Regions from separate parts of the Mus musculus genome. Here region 1 is linked to region 2. The links are chromatin contacts, called in public HiChIP or PLAC-seq maps. All regions are on one chromosome and are shown on one strand. Each heading gives the region's core, a stretch centred on a gene start, on an enhancer-like site or on the middle of the called end of the contact. The rest is flanking DNA. Distances are from core to core; before and after follow the strand shown. Region 1 has its middle 33 kb from the start of Gm33502. Region 2 holds the start of Lsg1 (large 60S subunit nuclear export GTPase 1).

Region 1 (7,408 bases), core at 3,889-6,388, 170 kb before region 2:
GCCATAAGCTTTGGCTTGTTCTCTAACTAACTCATAACTTATATTAACCCGTTTATGCTGTTCTATGTCTGCCGCAAGGCTAGTTACCTCTCTTCAGTTTCATACATCTAACTTTCTCTGAGTCCAGGCTGGGGAATCTTCCTGGGCCTGACTTTACTCCAGAGTTCCTCTCTCTCTCTCTCTGCCGGATGTCCCACCTTCTAATCCTGCCTCCGTTTATTGGGCATCAGAATGTTATTGACAGGTGATGTTTCCACACAGTACACGCGAGGTTATTCCTGCACAGAGAGAGAGGGAGACAGACAGTGCGAGACAGAGACACACACAGATATAATAAGTACCTACTGAAGATCTCCTTTGACTGAGGGAACAGGCTCTGTAAGGCAGCGTTGTAGAGAGATTTAGTAGCACGCGTCAGCCAGGAGCTTCTTGGCCAATCTGTGGGTATTTCAGACTAGCAGAGTATCTCTGAGCCACGCAGAGCAGGAAAGTAAGTGTGTCTGGCCACCCACCCCTGTCCCTGACATGTCTGGACTGGGAGCAAGCTTGGCAGAACTTAGAAAAGGGAGCCTCAGAGGATGTCACAGGATTGATTTAGGTGTCTTGTTCGCTCAGACAGAAGTCACTTGACATGAAGGCTCAGCCTTAGTCCTTTGTTTTCTTGATCTGTGTGCTTCTCGGATTGTTCCTAATCATGAATGATCATACGCCATGCCTGTTCTATGCTGGACAGCCTCATGAGCAGACATTAATACCCTCAATATACTCACAAGGGAACAGGGCCCCAGCCTAGCTGTGCCCTTTGCCCACACCCACACAGAGCCAGGTTCCTGAGGGATATTTGTCTCACGGCAATGCCCACATATTTTTCTCCACCCACAATATCTGCAAACATCACTCAGCATCTTAGGAGTTGAAACCAGGTCCCGTGTCCCCGAAAACCCAAAACTGTGAGGATTGACTAAATGTATTCATTCATTCATTCATTCATTCATCCTAAATAAATATTTTTCTGGACACTAATTAAATGCTGACACTTGGGCACACAGTCATTAAATCACTGAGAAATGAAAGAGGGACAGACAGGAAAAGGAGAAAACAGAGAGAGGAAGAAGCAAATAGGGCAGTGGGGCTCAGGGGAGGGGCTGGGTGGGGGAGGGGAGAGGGTAGGCAGGGGAAGCCACAGAAGGAGGCCAAGGCTGGGCTCCAGTTTTTGCAGAAATTTCCAGAGCCCCTAGGTAATGTGGGGTATGTAATTTTCATAAATTTAGTCAAGTATCCAAGCCATTCCCTTCCCTGGTGTGGCCTTTTGCATGGTTTAAATGAGTTCTGCCTAGAAGAAATGATGTTTTCCAGGAGGGACAAGTAGCTTTGCAAGATTAATGCACGAACCTTGTTCAGCACTTTACTGGATGCCAAGATACCAGCACAGCGAACATGGACTGATTGATTGGTTGGGGGTAGCAGAAAGAAATCTGAATTCAATTTTTTAAAATCCTGGGTTCTAGGCCTTGTTCTGCCGTAACTTATGGGGTGACTCTGCATCTGTCACTTCCTCCTCTGGGGCCTTGAAGCTGGTCATTATTCCAGGCTGAGGGAACAGAAAGAAATCACATTCTTATGATAGTTCAGTTTATCAGATACTTTCATGGAATTCCCCACTCTTAACACCCACAGCGATCTTTCCCATTTTGCAGATTAAATATTGAGACTCAGAGAGAGTATGACTAATCAGGGTCAGCCTGTTCCTACAGGGTTGGAGCTCAGGGGAAAAAAAAGGTGGCTCCAAAAATAAGAGAAAAATTCAGTGGTTTGCTTTTTCCCCCATAGTACTTGCCACTCTGTTTTTAGGAGCTATTTCTGTGGTACACAGATTCCCCTGATCAGGGACCTCACATGACTTAATTGGGAGGCAGGGAAGCTTGGGGTGGTCCCAGTGCCTGAGATTCTCATACTAATATGGACAATCCAGCCTTCGTGGGAATGGCGAGCAGAAGGAAGCCATCTAGAGGGAACAAGTTCTAACTCATGGAAGGAATAAAGTGGGACATCACCGGCTTTTAATGTGATCTTGGGTCACTGCAATAATTAAGTTTGGCAGAAGGGTGTGAAGCTGTAAACGCAGAGCCACTGAACGGCATGGGGGTGTGTTGTGTCTCTGAGGGTTTACTGAGGCTGGGAGGCTGCCTGCAGCACTGTGGAGATCAGCAGCTGCTGTGTGAGGCCCTGCCAGAGCTCCCCAAATGTGCTTGTCCAGTCTGTTTGTCTTTCTTTGCCAGATAGGTGCTGACTGGTGTCAGGAGAAGGGCCACCCACGTAGCCCTCCCCGATGTCTTGAGTATGCTAATAGTTCTGCAAGTTCATGCTCACGATGGCTTCACCAAGGTGGAGGGGGTATAGATGTAGGTACTGTTCCTCCCTCCAGTTATATGGTGATGGATTCTGGGAGAGGATCCAGAGGGAGGGATGCTCTCAATGAGTATGAACAGGGCAACTGGTCCACATGGAGAATGGGTGTGCACCTCTTAGTCCTGCGAGGCCACCAGAGAGCTGGGACACTCCTAAAGCTGTCAAACATGGCAGTTAACAGCACCAAGAGAGCTTCTCTGAGTTTGAGGTCTGGTCCTTTGAACTCAACATTATGTTTTGTTTTGTTTTGTTTTGTTTTGTTTTTTTGTTTTGTTTTGTTTTGCTTTGCTTTGTTTTATTAGTTACCTTTCTTGTCACTGTGCCCTAATATCTGGTAGAAGCTGTTGTGTTGGAATCGAGGCTTGAGTCCGGACAGACTATTCCAGGCCAATGTGGTTCCATGTGGCAGAGGTTTATTGTGTGTGTGTGTGTGTGTGTGTGTTGGGGGTGGGGTGGGGGTGGTAGGGGTGAAGAGCAAGTAGCCCATGGGTGATGTCACTGGGTTCAGAGGGAGTCTCTTAAGCTGGTTCTTGATACCAACCAACAGAAGCAGCTTAACTCTGGCTCACAGTTCAAAGGATGCATCAGTCTATCACAGTAGAGAAGATACAGGGTAGATTTTAACATAGCGGCTTCTGAACATGACGGCCATCAGGAAGCAGTGAGCTAGAACCAGGAGGCTGGGCTACAACCCTGAAGACCTCACCTCATTGGCCCACATCCTCTTCAAGGTTCCACAACCTTACACATCAATACCACCACCTGAAGAACAAATGTTCAAACCCTTGGGCCTGTAGGGAACATACTGAACCGGAGACATTACAATTACAAAGGCTAAGGCTATAGAGAGTTTTTAATTTTGTGTTTTTGAGACAGGATCTCTCTACATGCCACTGTCCTGGAACTCAGTATGTAGAGCAGGCTGACCTCAATCTCACAGGAATCTACCTGCTTCTGCTTCCCCAGTGCTGACATTAAAGGCTTGTGCCACCAGGCTCGGCCCAAGATAATTGACTTCCAGACCTTTGCAGTTTTGTGAAACATCACACAGAACAATCCATGCTAGTGCTCAAGGGAAACGAGGAATCTACAAAGTTTATGGGTCCCAGGCAGTCTCAGAAGGAGCTGTCTGATATTAGGCTCAGAGGCCCCTGTTGCTCCAGGGTTTCGAGCTTTAAATGTATTCCAAGCTGAATAGCTCCAGGTCAGATTCCTCAAGAACAACATTAGGTGCTCTCTTGGAGGCCTCTGTTTGAACAAGCTCCCCGTTGTCACACACACACCCTTTTACATCTGCAGCCAGAGACAATGAGACCAACGCTTGCTGAGCAGGCCCTAGTACCAGTCTCCACGTGACCTGCTAAGTTCACAATGACCCCGTCTCATCAGCAATATGAAGTGTCTGCTGTTATCCACAGTTTACAGGTGGTCCACTCAAGAAGGTGGCAGAAAGCAATGGAGTCAGACGCTAACCCTGCTTGCTCAGCCAGCCTTCTGAGCCAGGTGTCCCAGACACTAGCTGCTCGGCTCTCACAGTCTCACAGGACTGGTTCTCCCTTGGCTCCAGGCAGAACAATCCCATTAGTGCCGTCTGAGGTGTGTGGCATTGCTGACACAGAATCTGGGCGAGTGAAACGAAACACTCAGCGTGTCCTAAACTTTGGGTTAGGCCCTTGTGACAGGTTTGATGACCACCTTCAGGAAGAGAAGGCCTAGGATCAAACCCTGCTAGAGAGCTACACAGTTTGGGGGCAATTTCACCTTTCTGAATGTTAGTCATATCTATAGAATGACTTTACTAATAGGACGAATTCTTCATAGTCATTGTGAGGACTGCGTGATGTAAGGAAAGCAGTAATTTCAGCATTACCACCCATCCTTCATAAAACTATGCTAAACACCCTGACACATCTTCTAACAGTAAAGCCTACAACTGTCTAAAACATACCGCATTCCCTCCTGACATTGTTTTCAGAGCATACCCACCTCTTCTTTTGAAAATAGGGCTGCATGTTCCACTTCCCAACACCAACCCCGTCGCTCCAAAACCCATAGCCTTGTTTTGGTGAGGTTGTTAGTCCTTCAGCAACCTTGAGCTACACCCTCTCCCAATTCACGAGACGTAGTAAGAGTGGAGGGAGAAATCTCCCATCTGTTCATTCATCCTGTGTTATTTAGAAAGCACTGTGTGTTTTACTGGCCGCTCAGCTCTCAGCGGCCATGGAGGGTCCAGCTGTGAGATTATGAAAGGTACAACATTGGTAAGAAAGAGTGCACAGACCCAGGGAAAGCCAGAAATGAGGCAAAGACATGAAAAATAGAGTCTCCAAGGAAGCGGGGCATCCGAAGGAAAGAGACGAGTCTTCTGGTTTAGCACTGTTACAGCTTGGCTGTTGACGATCTCCCAATGGCCCATGGGCCCATGTCTCCCACAGAGCGTATTTGTGAGCTTCTCTGTTCTTTTCCCACTTTGCTCCAACTTTTGATGTCACTGCCATGCTTGCCCCCAACTGTTATCTTGCATGGACCCAAAGCAATGGGGGCTGAGCACACAGAACTAGAACACTCAAAACTGGGAGCCGAGCAAACCATTTCTTTTATATAATGTTTTGGATCATTTTGTTATAGCGACAGGAAGCTGACTAACGTGGGCATGGAGAGGAATAGCAAACTGGACAACTGATTCAATCTTTCTGGAATCTAGAAAACTTCGTTAACCTTTGGACTAGTAGTCTTTAAAGAATGGGTGTGGTTTGGTGGCTCCAGGAAGAGAAAGGGAAAACCCACAGGACACAGTAAATATCTGTCCATCTGGTTGTAGCTTATTTGGTAGGCTGACAGGAAAATAATTCAGATGCTGCCAGAGTAGAAAAGACCTGGACATCAGGTGCTGTGGCACTTCATGGGATTCCAACACACGAGAGGAGAGAACCCGGCCCAGATGTGTCCTGTTAATTAGAGGAAGAAGAGACCAGAGGGAGGGGTGCTAGGGCAAAGGTCACTGATCAGCTGAGAGAGAAAAGGTTCAAAACTGGGTTCCCTACAAGAAATGGCTCAGTGAACCGCTTACAGACTGAGCTTCTGTGTTCCCAGCCAAGGTCTGCCGGCAGGTCCTCGCTCTATTTCTCAAGTCCAGTCTCAGAGCTGGGAAGGAAAGAGGCTAACAGGAGAACGAGATGGCCTCCTCTGTCTCCATCCAACATGATTGTGTTTGGCTTCCCACTGTGGGAGACAGGTGAGGATCACTACACAGTGGCCAGTAGTTGCCCTTCCCCCCCTCCCCCACTGCAACAAGCTACCCTGCCCCTCACCAGCTCCAGCCACATTCCCAGCATCAGGTGGGTTTCCTTTTGTAAAGCCTCACAGAGGCACTGGCTAATCAAATCAGTTATGTTTGCTTTGACTTCATAAATCTTCCCAGAGCAAATGATGCCAAAACAAAGAAACGGATCAATGGGGTAAAATAATGAAGTCCAACAACACAGAAGAATGTTCTTTGATTATGAAGGTGACTCTTGAAATCAGCCAAGAGGGGATGAATTCAGCCAGCAGGTCTGGAGGCAGATGGCTGCTTAGAAAAAAATAACGTCCCATTTGTCCCTCACGTTCTAGACCAACACTGATGCCAGGAGGTTCCAGGGTAGGATGCAAAAGCAGACATTGTTAGTGTGATGTGCAGCTAGGAAGCCTCACCTCTCTTCCCGTGACACCAAGGCGGTTAACAAAGAGACGGATAAATTTGTACAAACACTAAGAGCTCTGTATTCCCAAATTCTACAACCATTTCCCTTCCTTGGGTGTTCCTGGAAGGGAAGAGAAGCCACCTCTAATCATCTCAACAACGGGATGAAGCCATGAGAGAAGCAAACGAAGGGAACTCATTAGGGGCATGTTATGATGTCAGCTGTGCCACAGGCTACAATGAGAAGCTGTGAGGGAAGAGACCCCAAGAACCATTGCCAAGAGAGCCATGCTCACCCCCCACCCCCACTCCTCAGCAAGGGCTTCCATGTCTGGGGAGGAGTCTAGAGACTCCTGCTAGTTTCCCCACTCCTTGGTCCAGTAGTAGAATGTACTAGCTACTTAGGGGAAGGAAACAAAGATCTGTCAGGTTGCTTGCTTAAAGCTTAGAGCTGATGCTCTATCTGGCCAGAAGGAAGGGATCTCCCCCTCCTTTTAGACAGGGTACATAGCCTGAAGTGGTGCCCTCAGGCCCCTGCTAGGAATGGCAGGAGTTGTCTTTCCTATTTGGTCTTCCCTGCCTGTATCACCACCAAGGAGGTACTCAGCTCCGCATTGCCTTCCACAGTCAGTGGCTGCGTGCCAGGCCTTAGCGCCCACAAGAAACATGATTCGATCTGCTCCAAGGAACAATAGGTCCACCAACCTCACAGAACAGCTTGAAAAGGGGCTGGAAAGCTCCAGCAATGAGCCTTGTAGCTCCTTGGTGCCAAAGGAGCCCTGTCTTACTAGTTGTCCCTCAGGAGGCCAGAGAGGTGCCCCAGCAGTCCCTGCACGTGGCAAACTCTGTTTGTAGTTCCTTCTTTATACCCAGGCTACCATCCCTAAGTGTAGGGTTCCTGAATGCTGCAGTGATCTTGATAACAAATTTACTCATAGCCATGGTTCCCAGAATCAAGCAGAGATGTTTAAAAGACAGATAGCTGGGGCTAACATGGCTTCCGGGAAGAGATCACATACCTGGGATCCTTTGAAAAGTGACCTGCAGAGTCTATGGGCAGACAGAAGAGCTGAGGCTCAAAGCAAAATGAAGCCAGGACCACAGAATCTGGCAGTAATGGGTCCCTGTATGGAACGAGAACTGACTCCAGCTTTTCAAACCAAAATGGAAGAGTGCAAAATGGTATAGCCAAAACCTTGGCCAGCTGCTTCACCATCACCACTAAGAACCAAACACCACAGCTTGAAACTGAGTTTGAACCAGAATTTACTGTCTCTGAGCATTAATCGCCTCTTCTTTAATGACAGTCCAAAGTAG
Region 2 (6,751 bases), core at 3,518-6,017:
ATAGAAATGACCATAAACAAAATAAACAAAATAGCCACTGCATGCCTTCAGTGTGCTGTCTTACAACACAGATTTATATCCCACCATCATCCACGACACAGTGATTTAAAGGGGAGAGGTCATAGAGACAAAATGCAAAAATGCTGGTCTGTAGGGGGCGCTCTGCTGGAATAGGCTTTACCTGATGGTCCATGCCACCCTCCCAGGCTGATGGGAATTATTTAACCCTGGGTGATTGACACTGCAATATACACTCATTCAGTCAGGAGCTTGTCCAAAGTTGACTGTCCAGATGCTGGGGAGATCCATAAATTGATGGAGGAAATTATCGACCCAGTGGGATCAACCTGGCACTTTCTGTTAATTTCCGATTTGGCAATTACTAAACCCTCACCTAGATTCCTTCATTTAACTTTGACTCAACTTGTCTACAATTGCTACAACTTTTAGGTGCAGGAAAACAATGATATCCTTTCTTACCTGACTCTTGTGAAAGGGAAACTTAATTGTAAAGTCATTTATGAATAAGACCGTGGATGCATCACATGTAAGAGTTGATTTTTTAAAAAAAATCCATAGGCGTAGGGGTTGGCAAGATGGCTCAGGGGGTAAAGGCTAGCTGCATAAACCTGGTACCCTGGGCACCATCCTCAGAGCTTTTGTGACAGGGAAAGGAAAAATCGACTCTATAAAATTGTCCTCTATCTCCTATAGAAGTGCCATGACATAAATATGCAGCTGCGCGTATTCGCGCGCACACCCACACGCCCTAAATGTTTTTTTAAAGATGTATTTATTAATTTCATGTATGTGAGAAACTGTCACTGTCTTCAGACATACCAGATGAGGGCATCAAATCCCCATTACAGATGGTTGTGAGCCACCATGTGGTTGCTAGGAATTGAACTCAGGACCTCCTGAAGAGCAGTCAGTGCTCTTAACTGCTGAGCTATCTCTCCATCCACCCTAAATGTTTTAAGTTATTTTTATCCATAGGCATATATATACATATATATATATCACATATATACATATATATTTCTATAGCTGTGATATGTGTGTGTGTACTATAGCCTATAGTATAGAAGATACAATCAAAACAAGAGCCCCTTTGCAAATTTCCTTTGCATGGACAACTTACTCAGCCAATCAATGTTTAATTGCACTGAACCAATCATTAATAATAACCACCAATAAATGTCTGCAAAGTTATTTAAACTCACTGGCAGGTGAGAACCCATCCATCTCTATTTTAGAGAAACGGAAAAGAACAGATAATAGGAGGGAGTTCCCCTACTGACTTGTCAACACTCCACAAAGATGGCCAGACTTTTTCACAACTTGTGGGCTTATGCAAACTGCTTTGCTGTTCCTGACTAGGGTGTGTAGAGGTGAGAGATGGGAGAATGGGGATGTGTGTTTACCTTGAGAAAATGTCAGCCACTGACACATTGTTGGGCAAAGGGGTGATAAAGCCAAAATAGAAGCCAATCTGCTTCTCGTCTCCCTCCCCTGAGAGATGTGGAGCCCTGGGAGCAGTGTGGAACTGAATTGGTGAAACACGATCCCAACATTTGTTCCTGGGTGTGGGTATCAGGGCTTGGAACTGCCTTTGTTTAGACAAGGTAAGTCACCTATTATGCAACATCATGGGTGAGCCACTCTCCCTGTGCTGCTATTTGGAAGGTTGATACAGGCTTCCAAACCCCAAACCAATGCAGCCTCCCCACCACCACCACCACCCCACCCCCCAGGAATCAGTTTCTCGGGAAATCCTGGTTTCCATGGAAGAGCTTAGCTCTGGGAATTGGGAGTATTCCGGTGGAGGTCTGGTAGATGAGCTTTTCAGATGGCATGACAAAGCAATGGCAGGAGTTTGGCTGGGCTATGTTGCGCCCTACAGTGTGTGGGTGGAATAGCTCCTGCAGTCAGAGGGCAGGGACCTGGCTGATTCATCCACACATCCCCCTCCTTCTGGCAGCATCCAGCCCTTTATTCAATCCTTCATCACCATGATCCTCACTTGCACTCCTCTTTCGAATCTGGGTCCTATGCTCTTGCCTCATCAGCTCCCTCAGTTGCTTACCTCTTTGCCCTTCTCCATGAACAATTATCTAGCTGGGTTCTCACGTATATGGCTCAGTCAGGGTGTGTGTGGGTGGGGTGGGGCAGAAGAAAAACGGGTATCTCCACAAACTACTGGACAATGGTCTTGCAGAATTATTGTGTTTGTTACATTTGTAGGACAAAAATTTTGATGATCATTCTGTTTGTTTTGTTCTGAAACAGGGTCTTATGATATAGCCCTGGTTGGCCTGGGGTTCTCTATGCAGGCTGTCCTCAAACTCACTGAGATTGGCCTCTGTCTGCCTCCCAAATACTGGGATTAAAGGCATTTACTACATTAAAGGCATGACCACTATTCATATTCCTATTAGCCAGATAAGAAAACTGAGGCTCACTTCTTTGAGTATTGTGTTGTGAGAAAATATTTAAATAGGTTGTGCCTTAGTTGGCAGCTTGGAATAGTTACTATTAATCTTACCATGTTGGTGCTCTTTTGACACTCCCAAAAAAATTTTGATTAAATTTTCATTTTGAGCACAGAGCTGGTGGTGCATACCTTTAGTCCCAGCATCTGAGGAGCAGAGGCAGGCAGATTTCTCTGAGTTAGGCAAACCTGGTCTACAGAGTGAATTCCAGAACAGCTAGGACTACACAGAGAAACCGTATGGGACGAGGGATATGAGTCTGTCTTAAACAAACTAACTAACTAACCAACCAGCCAAGAGGGTTTCCTTTTTCAAATGCTCTGGAAAAGGAAACTAAGGTGAAGCCTTGAGTTACTGGTTGAATGGTTACTCTAGTAATGAGATGGCCATTTTCTCTAAACTCTCTATTAGTGTTGCCATTATTAAAATGCATAACCCTCTTCATTTCCTTGAGTTAGGGTTAACTTTAACAGTGCCAGATGCGGTCGCTCTCTCCCTATATGCAGGGTGACCCCTGCATGCTGGATTAAATAAAATTTCTCTTGCTCTTGCATAAAAAAAAAAAAACAAAAACAGATGCTGTCTCTAATTCTATTTGTGTATCTTCTCTCTATCTTCCTCCTGGAGAGTGTGTTCAGAGATTTTACAGTCGTGCTTCTATGCTGGGAAACAGAGAATTCATGTTCTCGTCCATTCCTTCTCTGGTTTGTGAGCACTGCCGTCCCAAAGACTTTCCAACTGCCACCGACTTTGTCATTCCTTTGGGAGCTCCACAAAATTCACTCCAATTAAGCAAGAGTCTAGTGGAGGTATGGCACACAAAAAGGAAGTGGGCAAAGAGTCAGAAATGGGTGAGCGGTGTGGTCCCAGTTCTGCTGGCTGCTAACTAGTCCACTGCAGCGTCTTCATCGGCACCAGAAAAGAACGGGCTGGGCTGCTCTTGTTACTTGTTACCTGGAAACGTGTTACACACACACACACACACAGCACCCAGAACTTATGAATCAGTCATTCTGTTAAGGTTATTCCTGGGAAATTTCTGTACACATTAAAGTTAGAAAAGTTAACAGACTAGGTGCCTTCCTGATGTTTTTCGTAATTATTTTAACTGACAAGTAAAAATATTGTGGGCATGCATGTGTGTGTGTGCGCGTGCGTATACATAGATACACATATATGTGTATATATACATGTTTATGTGCCACTTAGTTATAATATTTTATTATACATAGATTAATCAAACAAGTTAGCAACAATGACCGAGTACTCTCAATAATAATGGAAGTGTAACAAGACTCCTAACTCATAGCATGTCTTTGATCTATAGCCGGTGAAAACTACTTCCATGGCTAAGCAGCATGTTACCGTGGTCTCCCCAATGAGGATGTTATTCAACACAGTCGATTATAAACTGATTTCTTTTTTCTTTTTTAGAAAGGGTCTCACTGTGTAGCCCTGACTGTCCTGGAGCTCTCTTTGTGGAGATCTGCCATCCAGTATCCCAAGTGCTAGGATTAAAGGTGTGTGTCACCACGCCTGGCTTAAATTGACTTTTTATATATACACATTACGAGGAAAGCCGATGATTGGTTTGGGGCATTGAATATCTATTAGTGGAGCCAGATCACTATTTTCGCTTTAACTTTAATTATAAAAAATGTTGATACAATGCTCACTGGAACATGTGAACTTTTTTTTTTCTGCTCCAGAAAGCAGAAGCGCAACGCCGCCGGCTTTCACTTTCTAGTTCTGAAAATGCTTTTTAACTGCCCATTCTAAACTCTCACCCATGTGTGAATTTTTCTCCCTGCTCCGCAACTAGTGAATACTAGGAAAACAAAAATCGATTTAATTGCTGAGCAGAAAAACCAGCATCGGGAACCTTCTGCCACCTAGAGCCACAGAAGCACTCTTCTTTCACCGGAGTCCCCTCCTCTTCCTGACGGAAGCCGCGGGGAAGATGGAGTTAGTCCCGTGAACTTGAGCGGACATATTTTCCAGTTGTCCCAATTTCCCGCCGGACTTTAAACAGTGGAGTACAAGTCTGGAATGTACCATTCTCTTAAATCGGTCAGTGTATCAAAATGGAAACAGTCGTAGGAGTAGCCATAAGGAATCACCGAGAAAAAAATTTTACATTTCTTCTCTATAATATTGTCAAACTTGGGATCTACCAAAATCATTCTGAAACAAGTCATTCAATACCCCGCTGTTACACTTCCGGACTGGACAACTTAGGCTCGCTCTTACATCACTTCCGGGTTCACAGCCGGAGAAACCGGAAGCCTCGCGTGCTGAGCAGTGGTTTGTGCTGTTGATGCGTGGTTATGGGTCGGAGACGAGCGCCGGGTGGTGGGTCCCTGGGCCGAGTACTTATCCGGCAGCAGACTCAGCGAAGCCGCAGCCACCGTCATACTGACTCCTGGGTAAGGAAATCTGTGCTCTCCATAGTCTTTCTGTCTTGTTCTGAGTGCCTCCATGCTACAAAAGTTGGAGCCAGAAGTCGCGCCTGAACAGGGTTTGGAAGCAGACCCCAGCAGGGCGCAGAGAGGCTTGATACAGGACTAGTGTGTAATGAAAATGGGAAGAACCCATCGTGTTGGAATGTTTCACTGTGTTTGAGTTATGCTCTAGAAGCCACGGGCGCTCTTGGATATTTCTATAAAGAAGATAACTTGTTATCGTAAAATTTTGAAACAAAGTCTCCGTATGCAGCCAAGTTTGGCTCAGGACTGCCTTCCTCGTGCCTGTGCCTGGAGAGTTCTGGGTTTACAAGCCGTGGCCACCATGCTTGGATCTTTTAAACTTTCCGATTTTAGTTGCCCAGAGAATCGATCCTCTAGAGATGGTTCCGTTAGAGGCGATCTCTGCTTTGCCTTGTTTTGCCCCCTTGGGGTTTATCGTAAGAAATTGACATTGTCTCTAGAAGCTTAGGGAAGATCGTGGTAGCCTTAAAAAGTAAATGAAGTATAGAAATTAATCCCAGCAGAGTATTTGAGGACATTCCGAGTCCTCACTAAAATCCTGTGCTGAAGTTGTCCCTGGTGCGTGTCCGTTACATCGTCCCATTTCCAAACTCTGAGGAAGACACACATGCTTCTTTCTCAGTGTTCAAGTCTGGACTTTTGATACTACTCTCAATGTACTGGCCTTCGGGAAATAGTGGAGAGGTTTAATTTTAATCTAAAGAAATTCTAACTCATATCCTGATATTTGTTAATCCTAAGCTTTTAATCCTTAATTTCGTTTAAAAAAAAAAAAACTATGTTTGTATCTGTAGTAAGCATATAACTTGGGATGGTATATATCAAACTCAGGGTTGTTTTGGTTTTTTGGGTTTTTTTGTTTGTTTTTTGTTTTGTTTTGTTTTTTTTTGCAAGACAGGGTTTCTCTGTGTAGCCCTGGCTGTCCTAGAACTCACTCTGTAGACCAGGCTGGCCTCGAACTCAGAAGTCCGCCTGACTCTGCCTCCCAAGTGCTGGGATTAAAGGCGTGCGCCACCACCGCCTGTCCAAACTCAGGGTTGTATGAGAAATCAATTAGCAGGTAGCTCTTTTTTTAATGGTCATTCCAGGCAAGTCAGTCTCCCAGCCCTTGGGATTTGGGGCAGAGGAGACTAAGGGGAGTGGGGAAACAGATCTCTACACAGTTCACGATGGCCCTTAAACTTGTGGTCTCTGAGACTCCTGCTCCTTTGATGACAGCATGCACCACCACACTTGGCTTTAAAATATTCTCTCTCATAGATCCCTATGAAATATTTTTAATTGGCCAGCCGAGTCAAGACAGTCTGGGTTCTAGTTCTTCATCAGTACTTAGTTTGGAACAATAGGTAAATTATTTTACCTATTTAAACCTCAGTTTCCTTGATAGTAAAATGAGGACACAATAAAATTCGCTTCAATAAAGGGGGCGTGCCCTTGCTGAGGTAAGAAACTGTTCATTTAAATATTTGATCTTGTTTTTTTGCGTTGTTGGATATCGACACTGTTGACAGCAACGGGCAAGTGTTCTGCTGAGCTGTGCCCCCATCTTAGCTAGGATTAGGTATTGCCTGTGTACATTCTAGAAGAGTCCAGCCACTTTGAGAACATAGGCCAGTACAAGCAACGGTAGAGCTGTGTGGATGCGAAGAGCTTCCACAAGAGAGCTGCCTCACTCTTCACTCTGGGTTTATTCACAGCTGCATACAAGTGAACTCAATGATGGCTATGACTGGGGTCGTCTGAATCTTCAGTCTGTGACAGAGCAGAGCTCCC

What was found. HiChIP or PLAC-seq counts read pairs in DNA pulled down with a chosen protein or histone mark.
Region 1: a FOXA1 HiChIP or PLAC-seq map of pancreatic cancer cells shows a contact between it and region 2. The contact joins the enhancer-like site here to the promoter of Lsg1 in region 2. A contact is called at or near these places in 18 of 39 promoter capture datasets (3T3-L1-derived adipocytes, the C10 cell line, the HPC-7 cell line and 9 more), 3 of 15 datasets of contacts at CTCF or cohesin (embryonic stem cells, large pre-B cells and stem cell-derived epiblast-like cells), 28 of 484 Hi-C or Micro-C datasets (B cells, adipose-derived mesenchymal stem cells, bone marrow-derived macrophages and 16 more), 25 of 115 datasets of contacts at active chromatin or transcription factors (the 230-238 cell line, the SCID.adh cell line, acute myeloid leukemia and 14 more) and 3 of 9 other capture datasets (adipose tissue, embryonic stem cells and pancreatic islet).

Annotation. Positions count from the first base shown.
Region 1 is chr16:30,756,226-30,763,633 of GRCm38.p6, reverse strand. No RefSeq gene overlaps it. Among named protein-coding and RNA genes, the nearest start is that of Gm33502, 33 kb to the left of the region's middle. Within about 2 kb of position 5,138, at least 11 of the 459 cell types and tissues checked have an H3K27ac peak or open chromatin away from gene starts, as enhancers often do. A contact at or near this core is called in pancreatic cancer cells, where this site is marked.
Region 2 is chr16:30,585,605-30,592,355 of GRCm38.p6, reverse strand. It overlaps Lsg1 (large 60S subunit nuclear export GTPase 1), which reads left to right and starts at 4,767. Exons shown (of 14, transcript NM_178069.5): 1 at 4,767-4,918; 2 at 6,676-6,751. The coding sequence starts at 4,820.